Regions from separate parts of the Mus musculus genome. Here all the other regions are linked to region 4. The links are chromatin contacts, called in public promoter capture Hi-C maps. All regions are on one chromosome and are shown on one strand. The core of a region is the stretch at or near the end of the contact, and the rest is flanking DNA. Distances in the headings are between cores, read along the strand shown.

The links. Promoter capture Hi-C pulls out the DNA fragments that hold promoters and counts their contacts.
Region 1: a contact with region 4 is called in a promoter capture Hi-C map of frontonasal cranial neural crest. The contact joins the promoter of Morn3 here to the promoter of Brap in region 4. A contact is called at or near these places in 1 of 39 promoter capture datasets (frontonasal cranial neural crest) and 1 of 9 other capture datasets (liver).
Region 2: a contact with region 4 is called in a promoter capture Hi-C map of pre-B cells, with 4 times the contacts expected there. The contact joins the promoter of Psmd9 here to the promoter of Brap in region 4. A contact is called at or near these places in 2 of 39 promoter capture datasets (liver and pre-B cells) and 1 of 9 other capture datasets (adipose tissue).
Region 3: a promoter capture Hi-C map of liver shows a contact between it and region 4, with 4 times the contacts expected there. The contact joins the promoter of Orai1 here to the promoter of Brap in region 4. A contact is called at or near these places in 2 of 39 promoter capture datasets (liver and pre-B cells).

Annotation. Positions count from the first base shown.
Region 1 is chr5:123,045,601-123,050,213 of GRCm38.p6, reverse strand. Morn3 (MORN repeat containing 3) reads left to right here and starts at 3,198. Exons shown (of 5, transcript NM_029112.2): 1 at 3,198-3,583. The coding sequence starts at 3,439.
Region 2 is chr5:123,226,711-123,231,557 of GRCm38.p6, reverse strand. Psmd9 (proteasome (prosome, macropain) 26S subunit, non-ATPase, 9) reads right to left here and starts at 3,368. Exons shown (of 6, transcript NM_026000.2): 1 at 3,114-3,368. The coding sequence starts at 3,251.
Region 3 is chr5:123,012,472-123,017,085 of GRCm38.p6, reverse strand. Orai1 (ORAI calcium release-activated calcium modulator 1) reads right to left here and starts at 2,012. Exons shown (of 2, transcript NM_175423.3): 1 at 1,520-2,012. The coding sequence starts at 1,828. Gm2479 (a long non-coding RNA gene) reads left to right here and starts at 2,059. Exons shown (of 3, transcript XR_387710.4): 1 at 2,059-2,359.
Region 4 is chr5:121,656,900-121,662,053 of GRCm38.p6, reverse strand. Brap (BRCA1 associated protein) reads right to left here and starts at 1,491. Exons shown (of 12, transcript NM_028227.3): 1 at 1,206-1,491; 2 at 1-54. The coding sequence starts at 1,287. It overlaps Acad10 (acyl-Coenzyme A dehydrogenase family, member 10), which reads left to right and starts at 1,544. Exons shown (of 21, transcript NM_028037.4): 1 at 1,544-1,761.

The DNA of each region.
Region 1 (4,613 bases), core at 1,949-4,448, 1.4 Mb before region 4:
TGGCCTCCCTTCTTTTTATGTTTTGTTGTTGTTGTTGTTGTTGTTGTTTTAAAGATGTATTTATATCTCATCAAAGAGGTTTATGAGCCACCATGTGGTTGCTGGGAATTGAACTCAGGACCTCTGGAAGAGCAGACAGTGCTCTTAAGCATTGAGCCACCTCTCCAGCCCGCCCCCTTCTTTTTCTGTTTGAGAGGTTTGTCGTTTTTTGTTTGTTTCTTTGTTATTTTTTGAAAGTGAGGTTGCCTTTAAAACCAACACTCACTCAGATGGCAGCCATGCTAAGTGCTTAAACAGAATAAACAGCAATGAAGCACACGGAGATTCCAATTTTAAATAGGGCGGTTCTGAGAACTCCTGCGTCTGGAGCTGACGTCTGAAGGCAAGATCCACACTCTCCGGTGGAGGAAGAGATGTCCTGGCAGCTGCCCCCAGAAGAGCCCAAGGCAGGAGGCAGGTACATGGTGCACTTTCCAGGAACAGCAGAGAAGCAAGTGTGTAGTAGCTCTGACAAAGGCTGAATGGGGAGGCTTAGGGGGACAGGATAAAGGGAAAAGTGAAGAGGCTAGGCAGGTCTTCCAGGATCCTCAAGGCGTTGTGAGCAGAGCAAGAATTTTGCATCTGTAAAATGTGTACACCGCGCATCTTCCACCGGAGATGGTCTCCAGAGCGTCCGGAAGATACTCAAAAGTCCTAAGGCGAAAAACAAATAAGACTTTCCCTTCCCTTAAAGTTTCCCGCTACCCTGCCTCTGCAGGAAGAGGCGGGCACAGCAAGTCAGTCAGTTTTGGCGTTGCCATAACAACCTCCCTAGGCCCAAGACTCACAACTTCAGCTGCGGGTTGAGTGAAGTCCAAGGCTGCTGTTACAGGTGAGCCAGTGGATGAAGGGGCTGGAGCTCGGGAATGACCCCAGCTGTCTGTCCCCTCCCCTCCAGTGTCCACAGAGCTCTCCTTAGTTTTTTGTTTGTTTGTTTGTTTTGTTTTTTCAAGACAGGGTTTCTCTGTATAGCCCTAGCTGTCCTGGAACTCACTCTGTAGATCAGGCTTGCCTCGAACTCAGAAATCAGCCTGCCTCTGCCTCCTGAGTGTTGGGATTAAAAGGTATGGGCCACCATGCCCAGCACAAGTGCTGCTCTTAACCACTGGGCCATCCTCTCCTTCTCTAGTTTCTGCTTTTTTCAAGACAGGGTCTCACTCCCAAGCTGACCTCAGACTTGTGGTGATTCCTCTGCCTCAGCTTTCCAGCAGTTAGGATTACGGGTTGCATTACAACTCCCAGCATCTCTTTGCCCTTAGTTGAGAACCTACTATGTGTGGGCACTTGGGTGCAGTGAGAAACAAAAAAACACATGGCCCCAGTCATCTCTGCTGAGAATGGTGGCCAGAGCAGGGGTGCTTTCAGAGGGAAAAGGTACTATCAGGATTGTTCTCGAAGGATATATAAAGATACTGCAAATGCAGATTGGTAGCCTCAGGATTCTGACAGCAGCACAAACCTTCTATACCATGGCTCCCCTCTCAAGTCCTCCACTCTCCATCTGAGGCCCTGCCAAGAAGCCAGATCTCTACACAACAATTAAAGGGCACGTGGAGAACTGCCAGTATGGGGCTGGAGAGATGGCTCATCGGTTAAGACCACTGCCTGAGGACCAGTAGATAGAGTACTTGCTTGGCATGTGTGAAGCCCTGGGCTTGATTCTAAGCACTGCATAAACCAAGCAAGAAGGCTAATGCTTGCAATCCTAGCATTTAGGAGGTAGAGTTGGGAGGACCGCTAATTTAAAGTCATCCTGCATCGTGAGTCTGAGGCTAGCCTGGGTTACATGAGACCCTGGATTGAAAAAAAGTCATTCTCAGCTACATTGGGAGTTTGAGTCTAACCTGTACTACATGACACCCTATTAGAAACAGAAAGGGGCAGAGAGAATGAATGAATGAATGAACTTGAGTGTAGTGGTACATGTCTTTTATGCCAGCACTCAGGAGGCAAGAAGAATAATGCAAATTAGGGGCTAGCCTGGTCTACATCTGGTCTACATATGGAGTATGGAGTTCCATGTCAGCCAGGGCCACAGAGCCATAGCAAGACTCCATATTAAAAAAAAAAAAAAGCAAGCTTTGTTTTGTTTTGATTTTTTTGTTTGTTTGTTTTGTTTTTATTTTGGGTTTTTGGCTTTTCAAGACAGGGTTTCTCTGTGTAGCCCTGACTATCCTGGAACTCACTCTGTAGACCAGGCTGGCCTTGAACTCAGATATCTTCCTGCCTCTGCCTCCTGAGTGCTGGGATTAAAGTCATGTGCCAGTAGTCCCCTCTGTGGGAACAGAGGCTGTAAAACATGCACAGGTGGCAGGCACAGTGTCCAACCTGAAGCACACAGGTTGTGAGGCTGACCCTGTGGGTGGATGCTAAGATACCATGACCTCCTAGAACTGGCTTCAACCTGAGGATATTTTGATTGGCAGCACCTGTGTGTATGTGCTGCCGGTGCAAGATTTAATGGGAGTGGATTTGTACAGCCTCAGAACCTATGGAGTATGTGGTTGTATTAGTTGAGGGAGATTGCGGTCCCCAGGATGTAGATAGGAACGTTTTTATCACCCATGAGCCAGCTGGAGACAGATGGAAAGACATGAACAATCCCTTCTGGAGATTCTGGGGACCTGAGGAAAACAGGTCGGGGCTCCCAGACATGGGGAGGAGACCCTGGGCCACCCACTGTTTCCCTCTAGAGTCTATGGCTCTACCAGATAAGAGTCGTAGGGCTCAGATGTGGAAGGATGACCAGTGAGCCAAGGGCTGTCCAACTGTGTTTGTTTTGAGACAAGGTCTCACTGTATAGCTAGACTTGCAGTCTGGGACAGTTAGTCACCATGAAATCAGTCTCTGATTTGTGGGATCTCCCCTGCTGAAAGGCAACCCCTGAGCTTCATCTGTCCCATCTACCAGGTACGTAGGGCAAGGGCTAACAGGGCAGGCAGCTGTCTGCCTGATACCCTCTGATACACCTGGAGTGGTCCCAGTACTTGGTACCATCTGATCTTTCTTACTTCGAGTCTCTTCTACCAAAGTCGGTTCCTGATTGGTCTTTCAAGTCATTAAGTCACCTGTGAGCATCATTTTTCCCAGGGGCAGCTTCTCTCCAGTGTCATCACAATCCCTGGGTTCCAAAGGAATTATGCCATCACATCCCTGACAGATGGACCCTAGGAGAATGCAAGGGCAAGGACTGTTGTGGGTCAGTCCAGCACAGAGGGATCCCCACTGAGGGCTCTTCACCTGCCCTGGGGACTCAGAACACAAATGACCTGCCCTATTGGAACTCAGGCAGGCACCTCCCCAGGAAGTACCAGGATCCCCAGGATACACGGGAGTCACTGAGCCCCTGATGCCCCTACCTCCTGCTAGCACCCCCGCAACACCACAGAGGCAGCCAGCATGCCGGTCACTAAGTGTCCAAGGAAAGTAGAGCCGCCGTGGAAAGGGTGGGACCGGAAAGCCCAGAAGAACGGACTGAGACACCAAGTGTTTGCTGTGAACGGCGATCACTACGTGGGCGAATGGAAGGGCAACTTGAAACACGGTAAGCTAAGCGGGAGAGCCTCCGGGGATTAGTGGCCAGCGTGGGGTCAGAGTGGGTGGGCAATGCAAAACAAAACAAAAAGCACTGTTACAGAGTCCATTAAGAACATAAGCGATCTTGTTTTGTTCCCAACCCCACTTAGTGACCAGAACCGGGACCAGCAGGGGGCTGTGGCTCTGAAGTCCAAGTCAGCCCTGACTTCAGCTGAGCCAGAGTCTAGGGACAGAAAACAAAAATGGGATAGGGATCATCAGAAGCCAGCCCAAAGCTGGGTGGGGTTCTGGGGGTGCTGGATCGCTCTCTGTCTTCTGACAGGGTAGCAGAGCCTGGGGTTGGTTGAAAAGGTCAACACATTAAGAAAATGACTTGCAGTAGGCGTTGTGGGCTTCAGATGCTGCCCTGATGCTCTGCAGATGGTGGGGGCACAAGGTCTGGGCCTCAAGACACAGGTTGGACCTATCCAACCCCCCAGAAGTAACTGAGTGACCATGATTACTCCTGTATGCCTGGACTCAAGTCTTAACCAGCAGGGGGCGAATGGGTTCTGGCCGATACATTGCAAATCACGTTTGTCCGGGATGGATGGGGGTAGGACGGGGACTCTATTTAAAAGCTCTAGTCTTGCAATTCCAGACTTAACCACTTTCTTCTCCTGCCTTCCTGGGTTATCTACACTAGAATCCCTGAGCCTGCATTGTTAGAATACCTTATCTATAGGTTTTCTCATCTGTTAAGTGGCAACAATGTCTCTTTATAAAGTACACGCAGCAAGATTGCTCAGAGCAAGGGTGCTCGGGGAGACTCTGCAAAGTAGACTACCATCACATTTCCCAAATGAGGTGACCTGGGAAGAAGTGACTACTGAAGAGGTGGTATTAGGCTATAGAGGGCACCAGAGAGGGGAAGAGAGGGAGTAACAAAGAAGACAGGAGCAGGGTGATGTTTGAGCTAGGCAGAAAGGATAAAGATGTGTCCAGGTTGAGGGGCTTTTCGTCTAAAATTTAGACCTTAAACTGTAGAATTAGAATTA
Region 2 (4,847 bases), core at 2,119-4,618, 1.6 Mb before region 4:
TTACAGTTGTATGGTATTTCCAATTTCTCCATAGTCTCCTTAAGATATTACCCATATTCTCGTTATCCCCATCCTGGTGAGTATGAGGGAGTATGGCACTGTGATTTTAACTACACTGTGGCTGTTCAGCATGCTGGGCCTTTAAGAGTTCCTCTATGTGTGCAAGTGTTTTGGATCTACGGATAGATGTGCACCATGTGTGTGCGGTGCCTGCGGAGGTCAGAAGCGGCATCGGGTACCCTGGAAGTGCAGTTACCACGCATGTGTGAGTGCTGGGAACTGAACCCAGGTCCTCTGCAAGAGCACGTGGAGCTTTTAACCGATGTCCTGAATGTGTTCACCAGCTTCTCTATCAATCATATGTATTTAATTTAAGGACCATTCACTTAGACCCTCTGCCCTGTTCTCAGTACACTATCTGTGTATTTATGACTGTGTTTTATCGCTCCGTTTTCTATATCCCAGACACCAGCTTATGAGAGGATGTGCAACCACTTCCTTCCATCCTGTGGCTTCTCTTCTTATAGTCTTGACTACGTATTATGAAATAGGAGTTTTAATAGTGATATCTAATTTATCATTTATAATCTGTTTTTACTTTTATGTGGGGGAGGGACAGAGTTTCACATATGTAGTCTAAGCTGCATACTGAGAGCCTGTCTTTTTTTTTTTCTGTTTTGTTTTTTGAGACAGGGTTTCTCTGTGTAGCCCTGATTGTCCTGGAACTCACTCTGTAGACCAGGCTGACCACAAACTCAAGAGATCCACCTGCCTCTGCCTCCCAAGTGCTTAGAATAAAGAAATGAGACATCACCACCCAGCTGGGAGCCTGTCCCTAAAATAATAATAATAATAATAATAATATGAAATAAATCAGAGCAGACAAATTTTAAGATTCAAGCCCTCAGCAACCAAAAAAAAAAAAAATTAGCCAGAGGCAATTAACATACACTCTTACCTTATATTTAAGAGAAAATAGTTATAGTTTTTCCTCTTTTGATTTGGTTTCTAATAGGTTTGTGTGTATGCAGATGCCACACATGTGCCAGTCAGAGGATAATCTCAAGGGGGCATCTCAGGAACACTATCTACCTCCTTTGAGACATGCTGTCTCACCAGCCTACAGCTCATCAAACAGGCTGGACTGGCTGCCCATAAACCCGGGCATCTTCTGTCTCTGCCTGTCCAGTTGGGATCCCAGACATGGACCAGTAACAGCCTTGAGTTCTAGGGACCAAACTCAGGTCTTGAGGTCTCTGCGGTATGCATCCGACAAACCGAGCTATACTCCTAGCCTCCCCAAACGCTGGTTTGTTCAGACAGGGTCTTGCTGTTCCACTATATAGTCCTAGAGCTCACTGTGTAAAACAGACTGGCCCTGAACGTGTGGCAATCTCCATGCTTTTGCTTGCTTCGGGCTGCAGGTATGCAACACCACACCCAGCTAAATAGTAAAGGGTAGGCCAATACCAAAAGACAATACGTGAGATGTCTGATTCTACTGGAGTTAGGCAAGTTACTGCAGTTTAAGAAATTGCTTTTTGCCAGCCGATGGTAGTGCACGCCTTAAATCCTAGCACTTGAGAGGCAGAGGCTGGTGGATCTCTGAGTTCAGGACAGCCAGAGCTACAAAAAGAAACTCTCATTCGAAAAACAAGACAAAACAAAACAAAAAATTGCTTTTTATCTGTTTTAAGCTTTACCAAGCCGGAGGCCTGTGACTTTAAACAAGTGACTTCTCCTTTCATACACACACACAGATATATGTGTATACACACACACATATACATACATACATATACACATACATATATACACATATATGTGTATCCATACATACACAGATATATGTGTACACACACACACACACACACACACACACACGGGTTTTTGTGTTTTTTTTTCTTTAAAGAGATTTGTGTCTGTTTAAACGTCTCCACGGGCGTGTGAACTTACACAGTAGTAAATTCTGGATCTCAACTCCAGTCCTTATGATGGCCAGTGCCTTTAAACCACTGAGCCATCTCTCCAGCCCCTGACTCCGCCCCTTTGAGCTTCAGGGACACAAGTTAACAATACTGCTGTGACAGTTTCCTGGCACAGCACACATACAAGATAGTACCTTTCAGGCACATGGTCAGCACCTACCTGGCCTGTAGAACCTCTATATGACACCGTCATCTGGCACCCATCACCCAGATGTCATTGTGCCCAGCAATGAGTGTGATTTAGCCTCCCCTTCCTCTATACACTGACTTGGGGTTTTATGAAAAATATATCTGCTTAGGAGGTAAACAGATCACAGAGCCAACCATTCCCCCTTCCTAACTGGGCAAGCATTGGCTCCACTCTGGCCCTGTTTCCCCTTTTACAGTAAAGACAATGTGCTTAATCTGGCTCCACTTAAAAGAGCAATTAGCAGAGGTGAGGGTTTTCTTAAAATCCAGAGTCTTTTCCCTATCCCAATTAGAGTCTGCATTTCATTTTTACTTTTCTTTTTTGTTTTTTTTTTTTTTTTTTTTTTTTGGTTTTTTTTTGAGACAAGGTCTAATATAACCCAGGACAGCCTCGAGCTTACTATGTAGGCAAGAATAACCCTCAAGTCCTGATCCCCCTGCCTCCACTCTCTAAACGCTGGGCTTAAATAGGGATGCCTCCCCTGGCTACAACGTGCATTTTAACAAGATGCCCAATTAATTCTCCCAGTTGACATTTATAAAGTCCTAAAGAAAAGCGGGTGGCGAGGCCAAACCTGGTAATGTCACCTACAGAAAGTGACAGTAGCGATTATCACTATGCCTCAGCAAATAGTCTATCCTTGCGACCGAGGCAGTTTCACTAAGGCCTATATCATGGTTGCACAGGCCCGCGATTCCCGCACTCAGAAAGATGAAGCAGGAGGATCACGAGTTCGAAGCCAGCTTAGGGGCTGCGTTAAAAACAAACAAACAAAAAACTTTAAAATGCAAAGTTAATGCTTCCGAAAATGAAAATTAATCCCACGTAAAGAAAAAATGCTTAAAGGGGCGTGTGGCACGCAGCAAAGACCCCCTCTAGGACACTGCTTGGCAGCGACCCCGAGCCTCGTCCGCAGGCCTCCCCGCCACACTCACGCTCTCCAGGACGTCGTAATTAGCCTTGATCTCCGCCTCGATCTCCTCCTTGCGTCGCATCAGATCCTGGATGTCGCTGACCGCGGCCGCACGGGCCTCGGAGGACTCTGCCCGGTGCGGAACGTCTTCACCCGACATCGCGGACCTCAAGCTAGAGTTCTGGGTTTCCCGGCTACGGACGCCAGCCGAGGCTGAGGCTACGGGTCCTCCCCGGGGCCAAAACAGCTCAGCCAACGCGCAAGTACGGAAACAGATGAAGGGTGGAGCTTGGAAGTGGGCGGGGTCACCGGCTAGATAGACCACGTGGTTTTCAGATGACCCGGTAGAGATAAATAGGCCCATAGAGGACATAGGTATTTACTCCCACTTTATCCTGACTCATTTCCACTTTTCTTGTTCATTCCTTTCTTTTTCATTCTGTCCCCGTCCCTCCATCCGTCCGTTTCCCCACCCCCCCACCCCACCCCGTTTTTCAAGACAGGGTTTCTCTGTGTATCCCTGGCTGTCCTGGAACTCACTCTGTAGACCAGGCTGGCCTCAAACTCAGAAATCCTCCTGCCTCTGCTCCCAAGTGCTGGGATTAAAGCCACCACATCTGGCTTACACTTTTTTTCATTCACTCATCTGAAGGCTGAGTAAACTGGATACCAGCTGTATAAATGTAAGAGGATCCAGTCTTGCCAACCTTGACACTTCAGTTCTTAACATCTACGAAGCCCCTGAGTGTTTGAAAGAGGCTTTCAAGCGATTTGTTTTTTGTTTTCTGTTTCTTTTCTTTTTCTTTTTCCAGACAAGATTTACTGCATCTCAGGCAGGCCTCTAACTCATTGTGTAGATGAAGGCGACCTTGAAGCTCTCCCCAAGTTTTTAGAATATTCTATTTCTTATTGTCATGATCACAGACACCCTCTAACCCCCCACTCCCATTCTATCCATTTCGCACCTCCCTCAACCTATCCTCATCAAAACTTCAAGACCTTTTTTTTTTTCCTTCTTTATAACCTAGTGTGCCCAGTGCCTTTGAGCATCTGATACTCCATCTGCTCCCTCCACAGGCAGGGATTACAGGCATGTACCACCAGGTATGGTTTATGAAATATTGGGGATCAGGAACACTCTACCAACTCAGCTATATCCCCAGCCACTTTCGGGCTGGGGATCCTCATGGTACAACCTATGTTCAAAGTTGGACCATTAACACCGACTATATATATTCCATGTGACCTTAAATAATTTCACCTTCTGCTCTCTGACCTTATTGTGTGACACTAACAGTAATATCTCTCGCTCTTTTTTTTCATTTTTATTTACTAATTTATTCCCTTTGGATCCTGATCAGAGTACACACACCCTAGCAACGTGTCTCTTAAGGGTGTCCAAGTATTTATTGACTTTCACCTCTGTCACGAGGTGCTGGTGTAACAGGCCCCCAGACCTTAGTACAACCGACTCCATAAAGAAAGTACCACTCAGGCTGGAAAACACAGCACACAGACAGCACCACCTGCCAAAACTAAAACAAAGCCGGAAGCCATCCAAGTCCACAGCTGTGGGAAAGTCTCTCCATGCACGAACCTTGCTTTTTGGCTTCAGTGGTTGTGCTCCTGGCTAATTGCTCTTGTGAACTAAGGTATATCACCCCAGGACCCGGTTTTTGTGCTCAAAAAGCTTACCCTGAAAAAGGCTCAGTGCTCCACTGGGGTCCCAAACACTTAGTGTTGTACTGGCTCACTA
Region 3 (4,614 bases), core at 763-3,262, 1.4 Mb before region 4:
CTTGGAGCTACCTGGCCCTGGCTGGAAACTGCCCATAGCACTGTGGTATGTCTTAAGTAAGACCTAGACACTGGCTGACCCAGGTTCAAGTCCTGTTTACCAGACTAGCTGTGTAGAACAGACAGGTCTTGAAGTCATGGGCAATCCTCCTGCCTCTGCCTCCTGAGTACTATAATTATAAGCCAACTCACTTTCACCTCTTTAAAGGGCTCCTCCTCCAACATCATTTTTTAAAGTCGGTTTTAAGGTTTTTTTTTTTAATCTGCCATTTAAGAAATCAAGATCTGGGGAGAGGGAGAGAGGTAGAGAGGGAGAGAGAGAGAGAGAGAGAGAGAGAGGGAGAGAGAGAGAGAGAGAGAGAGAGATTGATTTGCCTGAGGTCATACAGGCAAGCAGCAAGTGGCAGAGCTGGGAAGGGTAATTTATATCACACCTCCTGGCCTTTCCTCTCTGGCCTAGTGCACTGTGGGCTTCTAAAGCATCCGGGCTCACAACTGTGTTGATCCACTTGTTTGCAGGCGACAGGGAGAGACCCAGACAACACTCCCTTCCCAAGAAAACCAAGGGTGCCAACCACTCCCTTCCTCAAGGCCAAAGGCTTAGCTAATTCACGGGGGGGGGGGGGGGGGGGGGGGAGGCGGCCGTGATGGTGAAGGGGGGGGGCGGCAGACCCCACTGATGTAGGTTGATGTCATCGAAAGATAATAACAGCTCCAGGCAAACTCCAAGACAGGCAAGCCTGAAGGTATTCCTAGAGTTAAGGTCTGGTGCCTAACCTGCAGCCTCCAGGGGCGCCTCCTGCAGAGGCTTCGTACCACCTTCTTGGGACTTGAGGGGAGGAAAATATGCCTACCTCTTCATCAAGCAAGAGCCCTTTCAAGGGGAACATGTCCCACCCTCCTCCCCCACACCCAGTGACTCAGAGGCAAGTTTCTAGAGAAGAAAATGAGGGTGGGGAGTGGCACTCAACCCCTAGGCTGAGGCTCTTGGAAAATGCGGTGGGGTGGGGAGTGTAAAAGGGAGTAAGAGTTAGTGGAGTATGGGGAGGTGGAACGTATTGGGAAATCCCCTCCAATATTTGATAAAGTCTTGTTAATACCTTCCGGCCTTAGGTGTGCGAGAAGGCGCGGCCACAATGTAGCTCATCTTCATCTCCTGACACCTGTCCTCAGTGGGCTGGACCTTTTGCATCCTTCTTGTCCCCCTGATTACATGCAGGGCAGACTTCTTACATAGCAACTTCATGAAAGCAACATTCTTTGTAACCCTAACCTCTTTGCCGCGACAAGGTGCCCGTCTAAAAACACCTGCGCGTGGGTATCTCTATCTCTGGTCGTCCACCTCGCCCTCACAGCTCAGCAGCCTCTGGCTCCCCTCCGGCGCCTAGGACAGCTTTCCCCAGCTCTTCCCCTCACCCCAGGCACGCCCAGCCCGCTCCCAACTGTGGGCCCCGTCGGGGCTGCGGGCGGGAGCGGCCGAAGCAGGAAGAGGGGAGGAGGGCAGGGAGGCCCGAGCTCACCATGGCGAAGCCGGAGAGCAGAGCCGAGGTCCGGCTGGAAGCTTTGAGCTTGGCGCGGCTTAAGTAGAGCTTGCGCCAGGACAGCGCCTGCATCGAGTGCTCGTTGAGGCTCATCACCTCGGAGTAACTCTGGCCGATCCAGTCCGGGTAGCTGACGGCGGGTGGCGGCGGCGGCAGCGGTGGGGCCCCCGAGGGCTCCCCGTCCCCGCTGCGGCGGCGGCTCCGGCGGCTGCCGCTAGTGCTGCTGCCGCCGCTCACGGGAAGCTCCGGATTGCTGTGACTCGGGGGCGGGGCAGGCTCCGGATGCATGGAGTACGCTGCGAAGGCGCGGCTGGCGGCGAGCGCCTGAGAAGGCTGCGGCCCCGGGGCCGGGCCGGGCCGCGCCGCACCTCCGCCGGCCTCCCACTCGAGCCGGTCTCCCGCAGCCGGACGCACCGGATCCGAAGGCCGAGGCACTGGCTGCAGAACCGCTCCGCAAGTTCCAAGCGGCCGCGACCGGAGCCTGCGTGCCGACCGGCGTCCGGTCCCAAGCCGGCACCTCCGCGAGCTCCACGATTGGCCGGCGACCCGAGGTTATTTGCATACGCCACACCCACGAACACACCCCGCCCACAAGGCGGTGGGCGGTGTCCGTGCGAGTGACGTACCCCGCACCGCCTCCGACGGCTCCGCCCCCAGCCCCTGGCTCGCCTTCCTGGAAGCGCCCCACGCTGTCAGGCCTCGCTTCTCTTTGCAGCTGCTCCTGTGGCTTTGCTCCCGGAGCTCTTGACTTAGGCCATCCGAGGTCACCTCTGGGCGCCTCCTGAGGCCTATTTCCTCCTTGGAACAAGGTGGCAAAAGGTCTGTTGGAAAAAAGAGCAAGCGGAGGGCTACTAGAGTTCAGTGAGCGGTTATTGAGCGTCTATTGGGTGCCAACACGGTCCCAGGCACCGAGGGCAGGGTGTAGGCTTGTGATTGAGACGGACAAAGTCGATCCCGAAGATGTTATGCGTGCCTGGAGTCCCAGCATAGAGGAGACTGGAAAACAATGAGTTTGAAGGAGGAGTGAGCCCTTGCCTCGAAACACAAGAGGGACAAAATTCCCTGCACCCTTGCAGCCAACACTCTTGTAGAAAAGACACACAAACATCGAGTCAATTATAGTTCAGGAGACTGTAAATGTGTACAGAAAAAAAAAAGATAAAAAAAGGTGGATAGTAACAGGGTTTTTATTTTAATTTTAGAATGCTAGCCCCCGTTTGTATTTATTTATTTTTGAGACTACATAGCTCTGCCTGGTTTGAAACTTGTTATATAGACCAGGCTGGCTTCGAACTCACAAAGAGCCATCTGCCCAAGCCTCTGGACTACTGCCATTAGCATGTGCCTGCCATTAGCCTGTGCCTGCCATTCCCAGACCCCTCCGTAGCGTTTTCTATTCTGCAGGAGGCAGACTAAAAAGGTTCACACCTTGGGAGTCTCATCTGAGCTGAGACCTGGGCCAGCAAGATAGGCGCCAGGACCTAAGGGAAGAGGAAAATAGGGAGGTTCAGGGTGGGGCTCAGGAGATACCGGTAAGGTAGGGAGGGCACTGGGCTAAGGAACTTTAGGACACGTTAAGAGCAGTCTCACCGCTTTAACCCCCAGCCTTCAGAATGTTTCTTGGCACATACTCCACATTGAAGAAATGCTTGTTGACTGAATACATGTGGGAAAAACAAGAACAAATGATAAATTTAGATCCCAGTCAAATAAATCCTAAGCATGTGGTGTGGCACTCCAGGTCTAACAGTGTGAGAGTTAAACTCTTGTACAACCGCTAGAGGGCAGCCCTTCACTCAACCACATGGCACAAAAGAGAGGCCTCCTGTGGAGTTTCTGAGATTCCCCTAGCTGCTGCCTTCCCAGGTTTACAAAGATTGAGAACTTGGGGCTGGCATGGTGGCACAAGCCTTTAATCCCAGCGCTTGGGAGACAGAGGCAGGGCAAGAGGATCTCTGAGTTCTAGGCCAGCTACATAAAAGACTTTGTCTCCCTGGGCAGTGGTAGCGCATGCCTTTAATCCCAGTACTTGGGAGGCAGAGGCAGAGGCAGGTAGATTTCTGAGTTCGAGGCCAGCCTGGTCTACAGAGTGAGTTCCAGGACAGCCAGGGCTATACAAAGAAACCCTGTCTCGAAAAACAAAACAAAACCAAAACAAACAAACAAACAAACAAAAATGTCTCCAGAACATAAAATGACAACGAAAAGATTGAGCCCTTGGAATTTGAAATCTCACCCCATTAGGTTTGTTTCCTACATGGGCTTTGTGCTTATTATTCCTGATTATCATTTACACCTGTGCTCAACTATCCTAAAGACCTTTCCTTTTGCCTACATAGCCCCACGTATGGTCTTGTCTGGTCACCCTGATATCTTCCCTTGCATAGCTCTGATTGTAATAGCATCTGTGTTAGGTTTTTGGGTTTTTGTTGTTGTTGTTGTTGTTGTTGTTGTTTGTCAGCTTGACATGAACTAGAGCCATTGGAGAGGAGGGAAGCTCAATGGAGAATGTGTACCCCTCAAACTGGCCTGTATGCAAATCTGGAGGTCATTTTCTTGATGAATGATTGATTCACGGATGGCCCAGCCCACTGTGAGTGGTGCTGCCCCCTGGACAGGTGGGTAAAATCCTGAGTTCTATAAGAAGGGCAGGCTGAGGCAGCCAGTAAGCATCGTTCCTCCCTGATCCCTGCTTCGGTTCCTGCCCTGATAGAGTGTGACCTGGGAACACGTAAGCCAAATAAGCCCTTTCCTTCCCAAGTTGCCTTCGGTCTTGGCCTTTATCGCAGCAATGCTAGGTCGGCATCTGAAGTTGTCTAGCCAATTAATGTATTGATCTGAGCCCCACCCTTTAGAGTTTGTGTAGGACCAGGTTTAGTCAATACAGTAACTGACATCCTTGGTTCATGGAAACCAAGAGAGAGAGGGCGTGAGGTCTGGAGGTTAAGAGTCTGGAAGACAGCCGGGTGTGGTAGCACACGCCTTTAATCCCAGCACTTGGGAGGCAGAAGCAGGAGGATTTCTGAGTTCGAGGCCAGCCTGGTCTACAAAGTGAGTTCCAGGACAGCCAGGGG
Region 4 (5,154 bases), core at 242-2,741:
CGACAGCGGAAGCCAATGTCTTCTTTTTGATCTCCTCATCAGACATCTCTCCAGCTGGAGAACACATGAAAGATTAATACCTAATGACAGAACAAATTCCTCTCACTTCTTGGCACATCAATCAATAGCTTTCCTGCTCCTCTATGGCGTGTCCCCCTGGATGAGGCTCTTTTCCAGTGTCTGCCTCTGTCCCTCTACTTATTAATGAATAAGCAGCATTTCAGAAACCCGGAGATGTGACCGAAATTCCTTAACATCAGTTCTGAGGCAGGCACCAGGCCTGTCCAGTACGGCACTCAACCCACACAACCAAGCACACAGTAGGAGTTCTCAGCACCCGATCCACACATCTAAGCACACAGTAGGTACTCTCCCCCTAGGCTTTACTGCATAAATGTCTCCAGGACTGGGCCAGGATGAAGTTACCTGTTTGTGCCTAGTGCCAACTTAACTGACTTTCAGATCTAGGGGTCACTTTGAGCTCTGGAATTTCGCTTGTAACCTTGAAATAAATCAAGTCACTGGAGTCTCAAAGACCAAGAAAGACCACAACACACTCTTCTACTGCAGCTCCAAAGAATGGACCCACAGAGTGTCCAGGATGCCATCCTTCCGAGAACGAGCGCCAGCCCAGCTCTCCAAACTAAGTGTCCGTTTCTCTTTTCCATCAACTTGGGACATTTAGTCCGTATGGCACATATCAGACCAAGTCTGATTCAGGGCATGACAAAACTCTTGACAGATACCAAGCAATCGCCCTCCCACACACACCTTTTTCTCGTCGGTCTTTTGAGACAGGTTTCCGCCCCCCCCCCCCAACCCTGCCTGGCTTCTGGTTGCCTGTCCTCCTGCCTTCACTTCAGGATCCTCAATGCTATCAGGTAAGGTTGTGACGATCACGGGAAGAGCCGAAGCTGCATGACCCACTAAGGAAGTCTGTGGCCGGTGGTGAAGACGTCAGCCTCTCGGTCCCCGGCTGGGCTAAAACTCGCGTTTCCAGCCACTCACACCTAACTTTGGGCAAATCCTTTCCCCACCGGTCTGTCTGACTGCCAGCTTGGGAAAGGCGCACAGCATCGCCCCCGCGCCCTGGGCCGCGCTTTCTCGCAGCGAGGGCGACGTCGAGCAGAGGCGCCCGGCAAGTCCGGGGGCCGGTGGAGCGAGGGCTGCCGACCCTCCGGCCCGGCGCGAGGCCGCCGACTCACCGGCGGCGCTGAAGCCGAAGTCGGTGGGGACCGGCGAGTGACCCGCGAGCTCCAGTCGGATGACCACCAGTGACACACTCATAGGACAGGCGCTGCTCGGCGTGGGCCCCGGTGGGCTGACGGAAGGCTGCGGCCCGAGCCCAGAGGCCGAGCGGCCCGCGGTCGGCAGCGCCGCCACCGCCTCAGAAGCCGCGGCCGCCGCCTCAGCAGCGGCAGCCCCCGTCGCGCGCAGCCTGCCGAGCCACAACAACCTCCGCTTCCGCCTGTCGGCCGCCGTCTCTGACCCGCCGGGTCGCGCACGCGCACGCGGAAAGGGGCGAGGCCCCGGGCGCGCATGCGCTTTCGACAGCTGCTTCTGCCCCCTTGGCTGACCGTCTGGACAGGGTCCGAGGAGCGTGCGCAGAGCACGCAAAGACGCCTGGCTCCTATTTTGCGTTTGACCCCTCTCTACGTTTGTCCTCCTTAGTTTTCCCGCAGGGCTCACCGAGAGTCTATGGGTCCGCAGAGACTCTGAGGCTTCCTGGGTCTTCGACCTCAGGGTTGTAACTTTCTGCAGGTATGGCGAGGGGCTGGCTAGGAGCGCAATGACTTCACAGATAATCCACTGAGAGCCGGGCACTGCGGGGCTGCGTGGGATGATTATTTTTGCGGACACAGAAAACAGCCCCAGACAGGACAAGCTTCAGCACTCGTGCGATCCTGAGCTAGTTATTGCATAACCACTCGGTTGTGTGATACAAAACGCTGTGTAAGAGACAGGGATACGCTGGGAAGCCTATAGGTCATGGTTAAATTTGGTTTTGTGGTTTGGATGTGTTTGGTTTTGTTTTATTTTTTGTTTGTTTTTGTTGTTTTCTTCTCCAAGTCAGAGTTGCTCCAAGTACGCCTAGCTGTCCTAGAACTCACTCTGTAGACCAGGCTGTCCTCGAACTCAGAGATCTGCCTGCCTAAGCCTCTGGAGTTGTGGGATACAGCCCTGCCCTACCACCGTCTGGCCATTGTTTAGTTGTTTTGAGGTTTTGAGTTGTTCTGAGACAAGGTCTTGAGTAGCCCAAGATACTGAGAACCCTATATATTGGAGAAAAGATAATCTATGTTCTCTACGTATTGGAATCAGATGTCCTTGAACTTCTGACCCTCCTGCCTTTTCCACCTCATCAGTGCCAGGGTTACTTCCAGGCTTCTGCTGAAGGCTTTGTGCTTCACAAGATGGCAGGATAGAACTAACTCAAGATTGTCCTCTGTGCAGGTGCTATAGTGAGCACACACACTGAGGAATGCACTTAAGGGTTAGAATGCTTTAGGTATAGGCTCTGGGTTCAGTGTCTAAAATACACACACACATACACACGATATAATCGAAACAATGTTCAGGACACACACACACATAAGAGAAAGAAAGAAGGAAAGAAAGAAAGGAAGGAGAAAAGAAAGAAAGAAAGGGAGAAAGAAAGGAAGAAAGGCCAGGTAAGATTAGTGCATATATGGAGAAAAAATATGACATGTCAGGAAGGACAATATTGTGTACATGCTATAGTGTAAGAGGTCTGGGAGAGGCCATGGATACAAATGGTACCTGTAACAGGAACATACAATATATAGAGGTGTTTATACTATTTTCTATGTAATATGTCTTAAAGCCTTTTAATGCCAAGATTTCCCAACTTCTGCTCAACTTTCACTTTCTATAACCCTTTTGGGGTGCGTGTATGTGTGTCTGTGAACCATAGACCTCAGTGGTACTGTCACCTGGTGGTGACCACCAAAAAAAGCATAGATATCACCAAATCATACCCCTCATGGGGAAAAATGGGCATATATGAAAGTGGACAAGCCATCCACAGAGTGTAGATCATCTGACTGTGTCAGACACTAGTTTATGGTGCTGAGATTGACCTAGAGTCTTCATCGTGCTAAGAACAAGCCATTCTGCTGAGGCACACCCCCAAGTCACGTGTTAGGTAACCCTAAATAGTGTGACACACACTAACTTGATAGCTCTACATTCTTTACCTTAGGCAATGGTTACCCCCCCCCCCCACCTTTGCAATAGGTACTGAAATTATCCCCATTTTACAGAGGAGGAAGCTGTGGCTCAGAGAGGGTAACATACATAGGACCTCACTGTCAATGGATAGCAGAGTCACGCTTGGAAACCAGTCAAACACAAGATCTGTTATGTCTTTACTACACCATGTCTGTAATATAAAACTATACACCATGTAGATGTTTATGAAATATGATCGAGGCAGGAAGCCTACATTAGTCTAACCTCATTCTGATTGACAAGGAGAAAACAAAGATGCTCTGTGGTATAGAAGATGCCAGTCCCAGGAAACTAGCATTGCTAACCAGGAGGGGACAAGGAGTCACAGCTCTTCCTGGATGTCAGCCACTCAAACATGGCTCTTCCCTCCCTGCACCCTCTCTCCCTTTTCTTGCTGGCTAGCCTGGGCTAGCTTGGACATTCAAGGCTGCCCTGCCTCTGCCTCTCATGTGCTAGGGATACAGCCATGCATCCTCAGGACTCCATGCTATTTTCTGATCTATCCAGTTTCTCATCCTTCAGGTCATCTAGCCTGAGGTGCTGTTCTGATTCTAGCACCGAGCCCCAAGAGATGGCTGTCTAAAAGACAACACAATCCTTGTCTTGTGGGGCTTACCATAGAAGCAGTTAGGAGAACAGTTAGTGTTTGTAGAGGTTAAATACTCCACTACAGTTATGAAAAAGGGCCATTGGGGGTGGGAGCCCACCACAAAACTGCCACAGTCAGCAATGGGGAAAAGAAATAAAATCTACAGAGAAGAGGGCAAGGCTGATGTGTAACAGCGAGTAGAAATTCACCAGCCAGGTGAAGCAGGGGAACAGCTCTGGTCTGGTGGCACAGCAGGTGCCAAGGCCTGGAGAGAAGGGGGACAGACAGAGAGTGCTTACCTAGTGTGCACAAAGGCCAGATTCCCCAGGGATACACAACACAGAAGTGGCAGCATAAGCCTGTAACCTCTGCCTCCGCATCAGGGTGTTGTCCTTCATAGACTTTGGCCTCGGCATGGAAAGACGAAAATTGAGAGAGGCTCATGAGTCTGGAGTTTGGGGTTTGTTTTGTTTTGTTTTAAGTACAAAACGCAGCCAAATTTTGATGAATCGGTACATCTTGAGATTTTCATGGTTTACTATTTGATCTTTTGTTAGCTGGGCACAGCGGTCCATATGTCCCTCCCATGCCAGCTATGTAAGGAGACTAAGGCAGGAGGATTGCCTGGACCCAAGCACCTGAGACAGCTTGGGCTACAGAGCAAGATTTTTTTTTTCTCAAGAATAAAAGAGAAAAAAGACGAAAAGTTCCCGTTTTAGGCCTTGGTTTTGTTTGCTAGTCAGTTTCTGTGTCTATTCAGACTTTGTTTCTGTGTCTGAGATAGGGTCTCATGTAGCCCAGGCTGGCTCAGAGACACTGAGACCCCCCCCCCCGCCCCCGCCTCTGTCTCCCTGGTGCTGAGATTATAGGTGTGGCCCTGCAAGCCCCCCCCCAAAAAGCCTACTTTCTGATAGTTGAATAAGAGGGCCTCCAGATTTAGGAATCCGGACCACTTGGTGTTCTAGTGATGGGGTCCAGAGACAGTTTACCTCTCAGGGCTCTGGACCCAGTCAGTGGATCGATCCCACAACAGATTTGTATTGAGATATCTTTGTTGGGAGCTGTTGCATCCTGAGAGGTTCGGACCAGCTAGAGGAAGCAAGTCACTAGTGTGTGCCCTGGAGTCCTGCCCTGGCCGTTTCCTATGTTCCCTCTCTGCTTCCTGCTTGGCCCTGAAGTACAAACCTCGTTTCTGTCATGATGCTCTGGCCAAGTGCATGGAGCTGCGTGCACAGCCACGAAATAAGCTCTCTGAAACTGTGCCCCAGAACAAATCCTTCCCTTGTGCTACTCTGTCAGGGAGTGGGTCAGCA